2 separate regions of the Dromaius novaehollandiae genome follow, and region 2 is linked to region 1. A link is a contact called in public Hi-C data. All regions are on one chromosome and are shown on one strand. The core of a region is the stretch at or near the end of the contact, and the rest is flanking DNA. Distances in the headings are between cores, read along the strand shown. Region 1 has its middle 18 kb from the start of ABRA. Region 2 overlaps OXR1 (oxidation resistance 1).

Region 1 (6,936 bases), core at 3,230-5,729:
TCTGTCTCAGGATGTGTTAGGATCCTTTTCCTGAGACAGAAAGGGAATATGGATTTATTTATTTATTTATTTTGCTAAAATTGAGGGCTCTATAGATAGCAACATTACAAACTGGAAATGCAACCGGCTACTTCTGGACAAGGTCATGCTGTCAGTATGGAAATGCGCAGGCGCGCACAGGTGCGTGCGCGCACACACACACACACACACAAACACACACAGACTTAAAATACCCACTGATCTAAGGGAGAGTCGCACATTCCCAGCAAGTCTCCAGAGCAGCTCTGAAACACCGTGTGGGCTGCAACCTGCCACAGTGACAGCTTAATGTACCCAAAACTCCCTGCCATTCCTGTATCTCTCTCTATCGAGTATTTCCTGGACTCTAAGATGAAGTGGCCTGCCACCCAGCTTTTCCTCTCCTTGGACACAGGCCCTGGCCTACAAAAAGATGTGCGTGCCTTTGTTCTGGTTGGGGTGACAGATGATAGGTGTTCTAGTGAATGGGCACCATCTACAAGGACATGACATGGAAGTTTTTCACATGTTTTGGAAGCAAGATTGCTTCATCCTACCACTTCTAGCGAGTCTGCCTCCAGCTAGGCTGTCTCTGCAGCTGGCTCCAGCATTCTGAAATGTCCTTCCCCATCTCCTCTAGCTATTGAGCTGCTGGATACTGAAGTGAGCCTTATCTGAAAAAACGCTACCCAGGAACTTGTTCAGTCCCTTTCATGGTGTCTCTACAGAGCTCTACAAAAAGCTATCAAAGAAACAAGCTGCATCGCAAGGACCTTTCCACACTGTGCAGAAGGAAGCTGTGAGATCATCTGGGCATCAGAAGCCAGAGTAGAAGATTCAGGGTTGTCCACATAACATACTGCCCAATGTGCACTGTAGCTTATAGTTCAGCTTCAGAGGGGCTGCAGAAAAGGCGGCTGAATTTACTGCAGTGTCTACTTTGCAAGCAGAGCCTGATGCCTGCCCTCACATTTCCACACTCCCTTCTGCTGAAAAACAGAAAAGAAGGGCTAAGCTGTTATCCCCCATAAGGAATAGCTGCAGCTTCCACCTGGGAAGTTGCTAGCCCAAATACTGGCCTAGATCCCAGGAAACAAAGTTGTCCCTCTTCTTCCCTCCCCTGCCTCCAAGCGTCTATCACCAGGGTGATTCTAGCCATGGAAAATTTCAAGTTTCTCAAAGAGAGTGGCAGCTTTACACACAGAGGAAACAGCTGTATGCGTTAGCTTAATATGTGTAAAATATTTTATCCTCTCTCTCTTTGGAAATAGCTGGATCAGGTTTGTAGAAACTTTCCAAACCAGTCTCCCAAAGGAAATGTCATACTGAACAGCGGGCGTTACAATACAGGGGGTTTCCACTGAAAGTGTTGAATAATCATATGCAAAAGGTGCTACCAACACTACCTAAAAAATATGTAATTATCTTTAATCTAAGTTTATAGAAATACTTCAAAAATAATTGCTCCTTCATTTACTTGACAAGCCAAGTTCAAAATTCTGTTTCCCTGGCAACAGCTGAGGACATTAAACTGCAATATGCATAGGAAAGAAAAGGAATGGGAATGGAAAATTACTCCAGAAAGTTAGTTAAAAGGATTTGCAGAGAGAAGGAAAAGTAAGAATAGGCAAGCAGTCACACATCAATAACCTTAAAGATCAAATATTTCATCATTCTAAGTTAAATAGTAATAAAAGGCTAAAGCTGGTAACTGCTGCCGTTGCTTTTATCATCCAGTTGATTTGTTTGCTGCAGTTAGAGATACGTGCCAGAACCAGCTTGGGCTGCTTTTGAGAGACAAGGAGACTGAACGCTGTGCGCTTTCCTCCCTAAACAGCGGTAGCCAAGGCAGAATTTCACAAGGCTTCAGAAGTTGCTTCAAAGCGCCCACCAATGTTTTTTGTTAAAAGAAGTCATCTAAATCTATGCACGGGGCCGAAGTAGCCTAGGCGGCCGCTGACAGCTTGCTGCATGGGACACCCAAGCTAATAATCAGGGCGTGCGGCGCGGGTATCATGCTCCCAGCCGGAGCCTCAGCGTGGCTTCCCACGCTCCTCCCTGGAGCTGTGCAGAGACCTGCCTGCGACAGAGGGAGGGAGGGAGCACAAATCCTGCCCTGCTCCTCAACACCAAGACGGCCCTCGGGGCCTTCGCGCAGCCAGCACAAGCCCTGGCCACCGACCAACAGCTCTCATTGCTTTTGCGGAGTACAAATATACCAACGGAGCTGCTGCCAAGCACTCCACAGCCTGATGAATAGCTCTGCAGCACGGTTTGCACAGCGTGGCACTGAGTGTGCAGCGGGGCCTTTTTTGGTTTTTCATTTTTAATAACTGTAGCCCAAAATTTATGAAGGTTCCCTTTTACCTGAATTCTTACTGGAGTTCTGGCGTACTTTTCTGGCTGAAGTATTTCTGGAAAATCACAAGACAACAACTGACTAAGAGCTTTCAAAAATTATCAAGAGTGAACAACTTTAAAAGCAAATGAGCAGAAAACAACCTATTTCCTGATCAAACGATAGCCACAAGTTCTTCCTACCAAGAATCATATTTTCCTACCAAGTAAAATGCTAGACTTTCCCCTACCATATGAGAAGTACCAAGAGGAGAATATTACTGCAGAGCAGTGGTATAATAACTGCTAATCCCCAGGACACCACTAATAATTATCTAGAAAGACAACGCTGTGAGAATGTGACTTGTTTGAGAATCAGACACCAGCTGTAGCAATGAGATTATTTGTGTCTATTTGCCTCAGCGCGCAGATCTGCTAGCTGAATAAAACACAAGCAAGAATCTAAAATTGTGACAAAGAAAGTATCAGTTATTTATCAAGACATTTATTGTGCTTGTGGTGTGTTTGTCTCCTGATCGATTTAGGATCTCCTCTCTGTCTTTTATAAATTAAACTCTTCCTTAATATCATTTCATATTAAGAGTGATCTTAAACTGATCTGGCATATTTCCTGCCCGTTCCTCAAGGAACTGTAAACATACTTAAGGTGTACTGGCCTACTCTCAATGTCAATCCAACTGAGTCCTGGGAGTCTCAAAGTGTCTGTAGGGCATTCTCCTGCTAGCCTGGCTGTAGGCTTGACGACACCAATTGTCAGATTTCAGGTGAAATATGTCCCTCTGCAACTGTCAGCCACAGCTGGTTGGCAGAATGAAATCTGCCACAGCGAGAAACAAGTGGCTTTAGGTATTTTTGCATTAGCAGGCCAGTGCTATTAATCATGCTAGAAGGGCTACCACTAATACCTCCTGCATATCATGTTCAACTGTGACAATTTATCAACTTCTTTTTGATTACATTTTGTAGGAACCAGTACGAAGAGGTGAGTGCTACGGAAGGTGCCAGACTCTCCTTGATCATAGTTCAAAGCTTCTTCCAAGACAGGTTCCTGTTTCTACGCATGCCCTTCCTCTGTGAAATTAGAGGAAGGATATCACATCTGACCCCTGAAAAGAAAGATCACAGCCCTAGTTAAGAAAATAATAAAGCTAATAGCAGTGGGTCTTTAAAAGGAGTAAAAACAGCAGTCTTGTGGACCACTCTGCAGCTGGGAAGCCAGTTAGCTGATAGCAGCTGAGGATTTGACCTTGCTGTTAATGTGAAACTGCCTGGGTCCTCAATTCTGTAACCTTAATATGATTTCAGGACGTTAGGAATAGAAAGGATAGGCTGCAGCTGGTGCTATCAATGCTGAGTTATGTGCCGTTGCCAGACACTCAACAGCAGCATGGTGCAGACCACCAGCTCCAGCATGCAGACAGCGGAGCAGGGCAGCAGCAAGTGCCAGTAAGGCAGCATGGCTGCGCTCACATCTGCCCAGGGGCCCAGTTTACAGTCATTGCTACATGGGCTGGAGCCATCCTCTGCCTCCAGCACAACCAGTGATTCCTTTTCTAGGAAGGAGATGGAGTACCTTTCTGCTCTGATTTTTAATAGTCCTGGGTGATTGCTAAGTAGCCAAGTTCTGCCCTTAGTTTCAAATCAATACTGACCGAGACAGTTCCACCAAACTGATCACGTTTCCTTGACTTGCACTTTTTAAACCTTAAAGGCTCTGAATTCCTTAGAGAAGACAGTTTAGATAAGCAGGTATTATATTCGGAACAGCAATACATGAAGTCATTTGCAGAGGAAGGTGACAAGATTTATCCTTTGATCTTGTGGAAATCTATTTCACAGGCAAAGGATGGCCCTTGGAAAGTTCTCTCCCTCCCCTACGTCATTATTACAATAGAAGGTCTCATTATACCAGGGAATGATTTGTCAGTGGTGGTCTTCCATCCAGAGCTCTATGCAATCATGTAAAGAATGTTCTCCTGCTTAAAAGCTAACAACCAAGATTTCCGATCTGACTTCATTTCTATGGAAACCACTGTAGAGAAACAGGAGAAATTTGATATGCTTGTAAAAAATTCGGTGTTGGTAAGCTGTATAGCAATGCTTTCTATTGGCTAGAGCTTCTTAAGTGTGCTTGGCTGCATGTGTCTGTTGCTGTAATCTGGACCCTACAATAAGCATGTAGGAAGGAGGCTTAGCTGAAAATAATTTGTTATCCATCAGGTTGGAAGACAAGTGGTAGAAAACTTACCTTACAAATGCTGACAGTGGTCATTTGAATTAGGTCCCTGAACTTTGTATTGTATAAGGAGCCTTCACTTTTTGGGAGAACAGTCATGGGAGGAGAAAGACAATGATAATATGATGGACACTTCGGCAGCAGATCCAGCCACAGCCTCCATCCATTCACCTTGCAGCTTCATAGGGATTTTCGTAGGCTTTGGCAGGAAAAAGGAACTTAGAAATGATGGCAGTAGGCAGACAAGGTCAAGCAGCAGACATTCTGTTCTTAACCTTTTGGGGAAACCCCAAGAAGAATCCATCAGAGTTTAGTACATTCCTTTAGGTCTTACTGTTTTTCTGTGGTCTGCAGAGAGGTCTAAGAATTGAGAATCAGTTCCTGCCAAGCATCTCTTACCAACAGGAGACCATCCATCACTGACGCCAAAATTATTTCCATTCCTTGTCATGACCTGAATCCTTATTGTGTCTGATCCAAAGTGTTAGCTGCAATTAGAGAAACTTGTAAGGATCCTAGTTTTTTCTTTGTGATTGCTAGGGAATGGAAGATTTGATACTACATAGCAGTACTAGAAACAGTGCACCTAGGTGGCATTTCTTCAATGTTGATCCCACTCTGACATATTAGCAGTAGGAACAGTAAAGTTTTTCCCAAATTATGTGGTGTTTATTTTAATCAAATGTGGCACCAGTTCTTCATGAGTCTTATGCTATTTAAAAGATTAGGGAACAGTGTCACAAGCTTTGAATCAAGATGCATTTAAGATAGACTTTGATCACATCAGATGCAGTGTTTCTTTTTTTAAACTGCTTTGTGCATTTGGAAGACTTAAGGTCAGTTTCCTTCTGGAGTAAAATGCAATTAAGAAACATGCTGGTGCTTAACCTTTCCAATCTAGTTTGAATTGACTGGAATTTTAAAGCTCAAGAAACTATTTAAATAAAATAAAAATATCCCCCTCATCTCTCATACCCATTCTTTCTGTAAACCTTTTAGACTCCCAGCTTTGCAGTCTAGAGCAAAAAGTAGTCTCTAGCAAAGGAATGCTACAGAACAATTCAGAGAACCTTGTATCAAAAGGAAACGTCAATAAACAACAAAGAGGAACCCAGTGAGGTACAATAAAACAATTAAAATTCAACATAAAGCATGACCATAGCATTTTGTAAAATCTAAACAAACCATTACAACCTTAATACACACTGCATTATTAGTTTAAGTTGCAGTAAGATGTATTCAGTTATGCTAAAAAAACCCACCCCATCCAGCCAGTAAGACAAGAGAAGACAACACAGAAATCTTAGTCAGCTGAATTACTGAGCTGAATATTTTCAGTTTCACAGACCTTTGAGTTTACAAAGCTTTATTAGCCCAAGTAAAGATGAAAAAGACTAAGGCCAAAGAGGCATGTAGAAAGAAATCCCATTATACATCCTTAATAGGTTGCTTCCAGAATTTCTGGAAGACTACAGAGCTTCTGAGATCCTAAGAAACCTAGCAACTGCTGCCTGAAGATAATGCAGTTCTCATCAGTTATTCTGTCAAGATGAAATTCTGGTCAGTGTGACAATGGTAGTCAAGGGGACGGCAGTGAGTCTGACAAGCACTGTATTAACTTAGTTCAGCAGCTGGCAGCGTCCACAAAGTACACCCATGTGAACATAAGGGGATTGGGAGATACATGGCAGAGACGAGAAGCAAAATAGTGACTTTGTTTTACATGTGCCAGAAAACAATCATCTGCTTTCCTTCCAAAATGAAAAACTGATGGAGAAAGGGGAATGATTCAATAAAGTCTTAAAAAATGTGTCACTTGAGCCAAGGAAAGTGTTTTGATTTTGTTTCACTGAAGAAGTTACATTTACTGTGTGGGTTTATATTGAACATCACATACTGTAAATTTGAAAAATGAAACAGAAATACTTCATTCTCAGGCTCTTGAAATGTTTTGAATTTTGCAAAACCATTTTCAATTTTGCTTCAGAAAAACCTTGGGCTTCAGGCAGGTGAAGTGGAGAGATACACTGATCTACCAGGAAATGATGCAGTTTTGAAAATTCATGATGTTCTGTCAGAATTTTGTTGAAATTGAACTGTTTTCAAGAAGCATTTGACTTTGATGTGTCTTTACAACACCAAAGGAAAAAACGCTGTATGGAAAGTTTTCTAGCAATCTCCAGAATATATCTTGTTGCATGCAAAAAGCTATGTTCATTGAAGTTGCATAGTCAAGCATGGTATTAGGACAGCCAGAAGTAAAAAAGACAACGCTTCTGCAACTCTGCTTCCCTCTGCCCCAGGCATTTGTCTCTGTGATGCAA
Region 2 (6,936 bases), core at 2,845-5,344, 140 kb after region 1:
GACCTTGGAGCCATATGAAAATACAAGTCAGAAGCTGCCTCCAATATACTGCACTGTAGGAACTGTGTGACAATCCCTCATCACTAAGATGAGCTCCGGTTTATCATCACTCTCAGTCCCAAATTCCCAGATGTGACTTTTGACAATATGCAGATTCCCCTCATGACATTGGTCTGTATATTGTAAATCCCAGGAAAACTGTTTTTCAGTTTCACAGATGGTAGTTTTGTTCCTTCTCTGGTTGAAAGTATTACTTCTTGCCCTGGAAATATTAGATCTAGGCTTGCTTTCAAGGAAATCTCAGGTGTACATTCAAACACATCAATTTCATTAACTAGCCAAACCCTCAATCCTAAAACCCAACCCCAGTCTTCCTTGTATAACAGAATGTGGTATTGTTGACATGCTAGCTAAATCCAAATGTCCTAGGGATATAAAACGTACAGCACGAGTAGGGACATGTAGGAATAAATCTGTACATAAATAAGGAACTGGAAGCCTCATGTATAACACTTCTAATTCCACATTCCAAGAAAACTGCATTTTCTGGAGAGATCATATGCTGGCAGCTATTTGTGATGTTACCATTAGCAATTTGATCCTTAACTCATATTTATAAAGCTAGCATTCTCATTCCTGGTGATTCAGTAGATGGCAAAAGTATGTTTTACAAAAATGTATCTCAATAAACCCTAAGTTATATTTCAATCCTTTAAAGGTAAACAAAATATTTATTTAGTGAAAAATTACTGCCTTGCATAGAGAGCAATGAGAAACAGAATTCTGGTTGAATCTTTGTGTTAGAACCCCGAACTTGCCTGAACTTTTATAGTTAGGTTATTTTTCTTACTATTACCTCTTATTAAGAAAAAAGAGTTTCATATTAGTACTTCCATACAGTTTGATTTCACATGTGAAAACGCTGTCATTCTGAAGACTTCTTTCTAATAGATGGTACTAACTTCACATTAGACCTGCTGCAGGCTGACAAATGGACTGAAAATCCCCCCAAATGAAGTTTATCTGTCACAGGCTATCCTAGATTGAAGATGTCCAATACATGTAATGTATCCAGACACCACAATCATTTTTCAAAGAAATTTACACATACTGGAAAGAAATCAAGAAACATACATGGTATATTTTGGCTGTCTGGGAAAAAAGATTCCCGGAAAAGGAGGGAAAAGATTTAGAAGAGAAATATTTGCTACATCACAGCTTACGGTTAAAAAACTTAAACGATCATTCATTAAAGCTTCTTTTTATCCTAAGATCTTCTTTGCAATTTCAGATATCATTTATAACTATGTATTATACTAATTTGTGGTGAGGTTATTATACACATGCAGAATGATTCATGTTTTAATCTTTTTTTTTTTCCCAGTGGTAGATTGTTTCTAATTACACTAATAAAATATTTTGAGCACTAAACTCTTTTGCTTGTCTTTTGTGGCACCTGGTATTCTGGAAATAATGATTTCAAATTTTTCTTCACTTTTGCATTCATAGCTGCATATGAGATAAAATCTCTACCTAAAACTCTGAAATGCCAGAAATATTCCTGAAACACAATTACTTGGGTGCAGCTCCAAAGTAAGCTATGGTTATTGTAAATACTGATACAGAGATTAAATGTATATTAGGCACTTTACAAAAATAGGGTTAAATTCTAAACTGCATCTACAGTCAACTGCATCATTGCTACCTTATTATTTTAAGGCTGGCTCATCGAAAGCCCCAGTCTACAGTAATCAAACAGCTATTCTGAAGTCTGCCTGCTGGGAATGCCCCTAAAGTGCCAGCCACCAGCTGGGAACAGCTGAAGCGCAGTAACTAGTGTTCTGATCCAGTCTGTTCCTCCGGTTTTCCTCAGGGGGGAGAGAGAAAAAAAAAAAAAAAGCCTACCTCAATATTGGTATTTAATCTATGAGACTCTGCCCATAGCTTTTTCTCTAGCTTTGCAAATTGTCTTTTGTTATGTCAATTAGCCAGCTCCAAGTTATTCGTGACTATCCCGCTCTGCTCTCTTTTATGGCTGGGTCTGCACCCAGATCAGCTCGGTCACAACGATCCAACAGCACTTTTGCGGCCACGTTCCCTGGCCATCCATATAATGCATGGACTTGGGTGCTCTCAGCAGTATTAGATAAATGTCCTAAGGCATAAGGGACTAAGACCTCAGGACTGCTGATCCTTTGCAGCACTCTCCATTGGATATTTCCTGGCAACTTGGAATGAAGATTTGCCTCTGAGAGTCCTTAGGTCACTAGTATGTATCCACAAGGGAACTACCCACCCTGCGCTCCCTCAGGTCTCCCAGACTTTCATGCATAGGATGGCTCTTGGGAAAAAATTCATACAGACCTGGTTTATTTCAGACACAACATCTAAAAAGGCTAGGCATACACTGCAACGGCAATTAAAAAAAAAACAAAAAACAGAAAGTACCCAAAAAGAGGGAATAGCCCTGCTTTGTAACTCTGCTCTGTGTTCCAGTGAGTATCACAGGCTTTGGGGTTTTAAAGTATTGATTTACAATTACATTAGATCTAATCAATTTAGCACAGTTGAACTGAGTTACTTTACAGATTTATGCACTACTTATTCACTCTTTGATATTCTGAACTTAATTCTTGTTATCTGTTTTTCATGTCTGGTCCAGACAGGAAATAACAGCAACCTGTTTGACAGGAACCTAATCAATTACAAACATCCTACATTTTCCTGGTTGCATGCATTGTAAAGGAGCCTACTACCCTGAAATACAGGTGCCTATGGGTCTGAAATCATAACAACTAACCTTCCTTTTATAAAAGGAAAATCATTTTGTAATGAACACAGTATTCTTCAGTGAAGTTCACACATCAGAAAAATCTTCTATAGTCAGTGAAGTTTTAATATCCCGGAACTTCAATCTGCAGTGAACTCCAGGCAGATGGCCCAAGGGCAGATGCAGGATCCCACTAAAGCTAGTGCAATGTCCTGGATCAGCACAGCTCCATGAACAAGGAATGGTGGTAGTGAAATTATGCCCCCAGAAAGAATGCAACTAGATATAACAGTCATTCCCCTCTCCTCACAGCTGGGTAATTTCTTCAAGCATTATGCAGCCACTCTGGTTGCTATAGCCAAAAGGAAGCATGTATCCTGCCTATACCTTTATGCACTAAAAACCTCCATGAATCAACTGCAATTTCAATAATTAGCAGTGATTCCTTCACCACAGTTTTAACAAACTTTCAAGAATTACTAATCAGAAAACAGCTTTTGTTTTCACAAACATGATACGACCTAAATAATTTTTTGAATTTTGACAGAACATTTTATATAAGTGTAGGTATGCAAGTATGCATATCTGAAGTAAAATAACTGGCTTGACTTTGCTTTATCGCTGTTGAAGTTACACATTTAATTTACTGTATATTTCAAAGAAAAATTAAGAGCAGTTTTCTGAGGTAAGGAATTTCACACTTGTTTTTTAAATCATATGAGGGGACATACTCTTTGGAATCAATAAACAGGTTCACTCAGCAGCAAAACTAGTGTTTTTTCCTGTGAGAACTTGGTAAAAATAGATTTTCTTGTACATATGCAGAGAGTTATCGGTAAAGAATTTCTTTTATATACTGGAAATGAAATAAATCCTGAGCCAGATGCAAAATACAGAAGTAAAATAGAGAATGGACTTAGCAGCACTAAACTGATCAAAGATATTAATCTGTCATATTTTTTTACAAAGAAAAATATCGTTCAATAATAAATCAGTAAAAAATCAATACTAAGTGAAATAACACAGTGTTGCTTGTCAGGCCATTAAAATTTGATCAATGGACGTACATATGTTTTTGGCAAGGCAAGCTGCAAACAGCTTTTTCAGGCACATGCTGAATGCTTTTCCAGACTTTTTAGGATAAACTGTGTTTGGCCACATTTTTTTAAATACTAATCTGACCATAATATATACAAATAACTGTAATGGGTAATTCAACTGTTTTATGAAAGACGCATAACATTGTCTTTCTTAAGCTGAAAAAGTCCTTGATTTTAAAGACAGTTAGTTGCTTGCAATTTTACTGAAGGGAAATGTGCATCTCTCCTGCCCACTGACGGCTAAGTAATGAATTACATTCAAAACACCAAACCTTTTCACACAGTTGTTCTCATAAGTTACAAAATCATATTCTGCCTTTTTTAATCTTTTTGTCCTGCAGTGTTAAACTACCATCAAAACTGTGTTGTTCTCTTCTCCAAACAGGAAAAGATCATTCCTCTGACTCTAGCATAGCATAGTACTGATCATAAAGTTGTTTCTAGGAGACTTTCTCCTGATACTCAATTAGTTCTCTTCAGCAAAGCAAGTCACCAAAGCTCATCTAGGCAACAAAATGCAAAGCATTTATGCACCAAAACAGAAAAGCATCTCTAGGACATGTTTATGACTCTCCTTCTGGACTCTGGATTTTGTAGCTAAAATCCTAAGAGAAGAATCTTACATCCGCCTGGCACCAAACCACATCTGAAAAGGCTGCACCTCATTTAGGGCTTAACTGCCTCCTGTCAAAAAGCTCAGACGTGCCACTCAACTTTGTGCGTGTTCGTACAGTAGCCCAGAGCTTTCAGTACTCCTCCTCACTTAGTAGGAAGCAGAAGCATCAGGATCACAAGCAAAACCCTTATTTATGGTACAAGTCTTGCCCTCCTGACAAGTGAGCTGCCTCGTTTTCTGCCCTCCCGCCAGCCAGCCCCTCCACAAACATGGTGCTAGGGAAGCCCTTGCAGCCACAAGCTTTTGCCTCAGGAGGCACCTGAGAACAGCTGCATCAAAGGCGGTGGAGATGAAGCAGTCCAGAGGAAACATGACACTTGAGGGAAGAAGGCTCAGAGGCAAGGAGCAAGGGACAGCATCACAGCTCTGGTTCTAAAATATGCCTTGCTAAAACCCAGAGGTGTGAATACTACTTACAGAGTCTCCTACTTATTGTACACTAACCCCACATGTATTTAATTACATTCATTTTCATATAGAGTTGATCTGAATCATTTTCTGATGTAAGCAGACCTTTGGCTTGACCCCACACGGATGTATGTCACTTTCTGAGAGCACACATCGGGATGGAGGAAAGAAGACACCAGCAGACACTAGAAGGCCCATTTCTGGTTAGGATTTACCAAGTTATGCAGTGCCAGAAGGAAGTGGTAGAGGTTGGAAGGATGAATTCATATAGAAACTTGGAAGAATGACGTGTAAGAATGAAATCTTATTGACTCCTTAAAAGTTCAGCAGTTTTTCTGATGAGAACTACCTTCATGTCTGAAGAGTGTCATCATCACCTCATATGACGACCCATATTCTTTTTCTGATAATGTTACCTTCCCTTCATGTACCTGTTTACTTTTCAGAATAAAAAAGGAGGTAACTTCTTCTAGTGGTCCATTGTTAAAATGTAAAATATAAAAATACAAATACCAGCACTAATACCAAAACTCCTGACATCACCATGAAGTTAAAATAAAGCCAGCCATTCTGGGAAGAAGAATTCTCTAGTCATATTCAGGCTTATTTCACTCACTAATGTACCTCACATCAGCAGATAGGTTTGACTGGAAAAAAAAAAAATATATATATATATATGTATCTATATACACACACATACACACACACACACATATCTCCAGTACATTTTAAATGACTAATCTGAAGAGACATGATTCTCTTAAAATCACAATGTCTCCATTGAAATATAGCAGAGCATTACACGAAGAATCATCAGACAAATCAGAAGGTAGTGCAAGATGTAAAGAATCTAACAAAATGTAAGAAAAAGAACAACCATCCTATGAGAGGGCAGATAGCTGAAACCTTTGACAAGTGAAGGTAAAATCATATTCATATTCAGCATTCATATTCCTTCAGGATTGAACCACAGCACATGTCAATATTATTACAACAATTTAGGATAAGAGAGAAATCAAAACAATCTAACCTAAATAGAGAGACTTCAATTATTAACAAAAGACAAAGAGATAATGAAAAACTGTTTTTAAAAAGAGCTGGTATAATCTACTTAGGGAAGAAATCTATGATCAGTTGGTATCTTATAACAAGAAGAACAGCTGCAGTGGATGGCAACCAACACTCTAAGCAAAATCTGTGATTGTGTCACCCTACTTTGATGGCCTTTTTATGCCTCAGGAAAGCCTGAAAAGTGAAACCCTTTAGCTTATATTTCAGATCTTATATAAGAAGGAAGCCAAAGGCTCAAAGGGGGAATGCTCAAAAGCAAGAAAAAGCAGCTGAGTGCTGAAGTTCTCTACTAGCAGAGCCAGCTGCAAGACCGTGAAGATCCCCTAGGGAAGCAAACTGGGAAAGGCAGGGAGAAAGGGAACTTAGGACACTCAGTCTGAATAATATTTTACAAGCAATGATCAACTTAAGCCGGGCTCGTGAGCCACAGTTAATCCTCTAGAGTATCTCCAACAGAGAAAACTGCCTGGCTAACATCTGCCCAAGCAGAGGAGGAAAGCCATAGCAGAACTCATGTGCTCTTTGTTCTGAGGAAGGACAAGAACAAAATGCAAGACTGCTCAATGTAGATGGAAGGAACATAGGAAAATTTAGGGGGACTCTCCTCTCTCCTCTTTGGGTTGACTACAGAAACATCTCTGAGAAAGGAAATGTGCCTAGTGGGGCATCTGAGGAAACAGGCAAAGAAGGCAGCGTGACCAAAGACAGTGATGAGAAGTGACAACACCTTGCTTGAGGGAACTGGCCTGGTGCCACCTCAGGAAAAGAGATAGTGGTATGGGACCATGCAGAAGAGTAAAATGTGTGAGGATTCTTTTAAGGAAGGCCCTGGTTTACCTGTATATTTGGTACCCATACAGTAAAAAAAGTGTTATAAAATATGTATATTTTATTCAGTTCACTGAATTTAG

What was found. Hi-C and Micro-C count contacts between places; a contact is called where the count stands out from the background.
Region 2: a contact with region 1 is called in a Hi-C map of ovary, with 4 times the contacts expected there. The contact joins two enhancer-like sites. A contact is called at or near these places in 3 of 4 Hi-C or Micro-C datasets (brain, liver and ovary).

The regions. Positions count from the first base shown.
Region 1 is chr2:141,135,287-141,142,222 of bDroNov1.hap1, forward strand. No RefSeq gene overlaps it. Among named protein-coding and RNA genes, the nearest start is that of ABRA, 18 kb to the right of the region's middle. Within about 2 kb of position 4,480, at least 1 of the 2 cell types and tissues checked has open chromatin away from gene starts, as enhancers often do.
Region 2 is chr2:141,272,952-141,279,887 of bDroNov1.hap1, forward strand. All of the region lies in intron 4 of OXR1 (oxidation resistance 1), which reads right to left. Among named protein-coding and RNA genes, the nearest start is that of ABRA, 120 kb to the left of the region's middle. Within about 2 kb of position 4,095, at least 1 of the 2 cell types and tissues checked has open chromatin away from gene starts, as enhancers often do.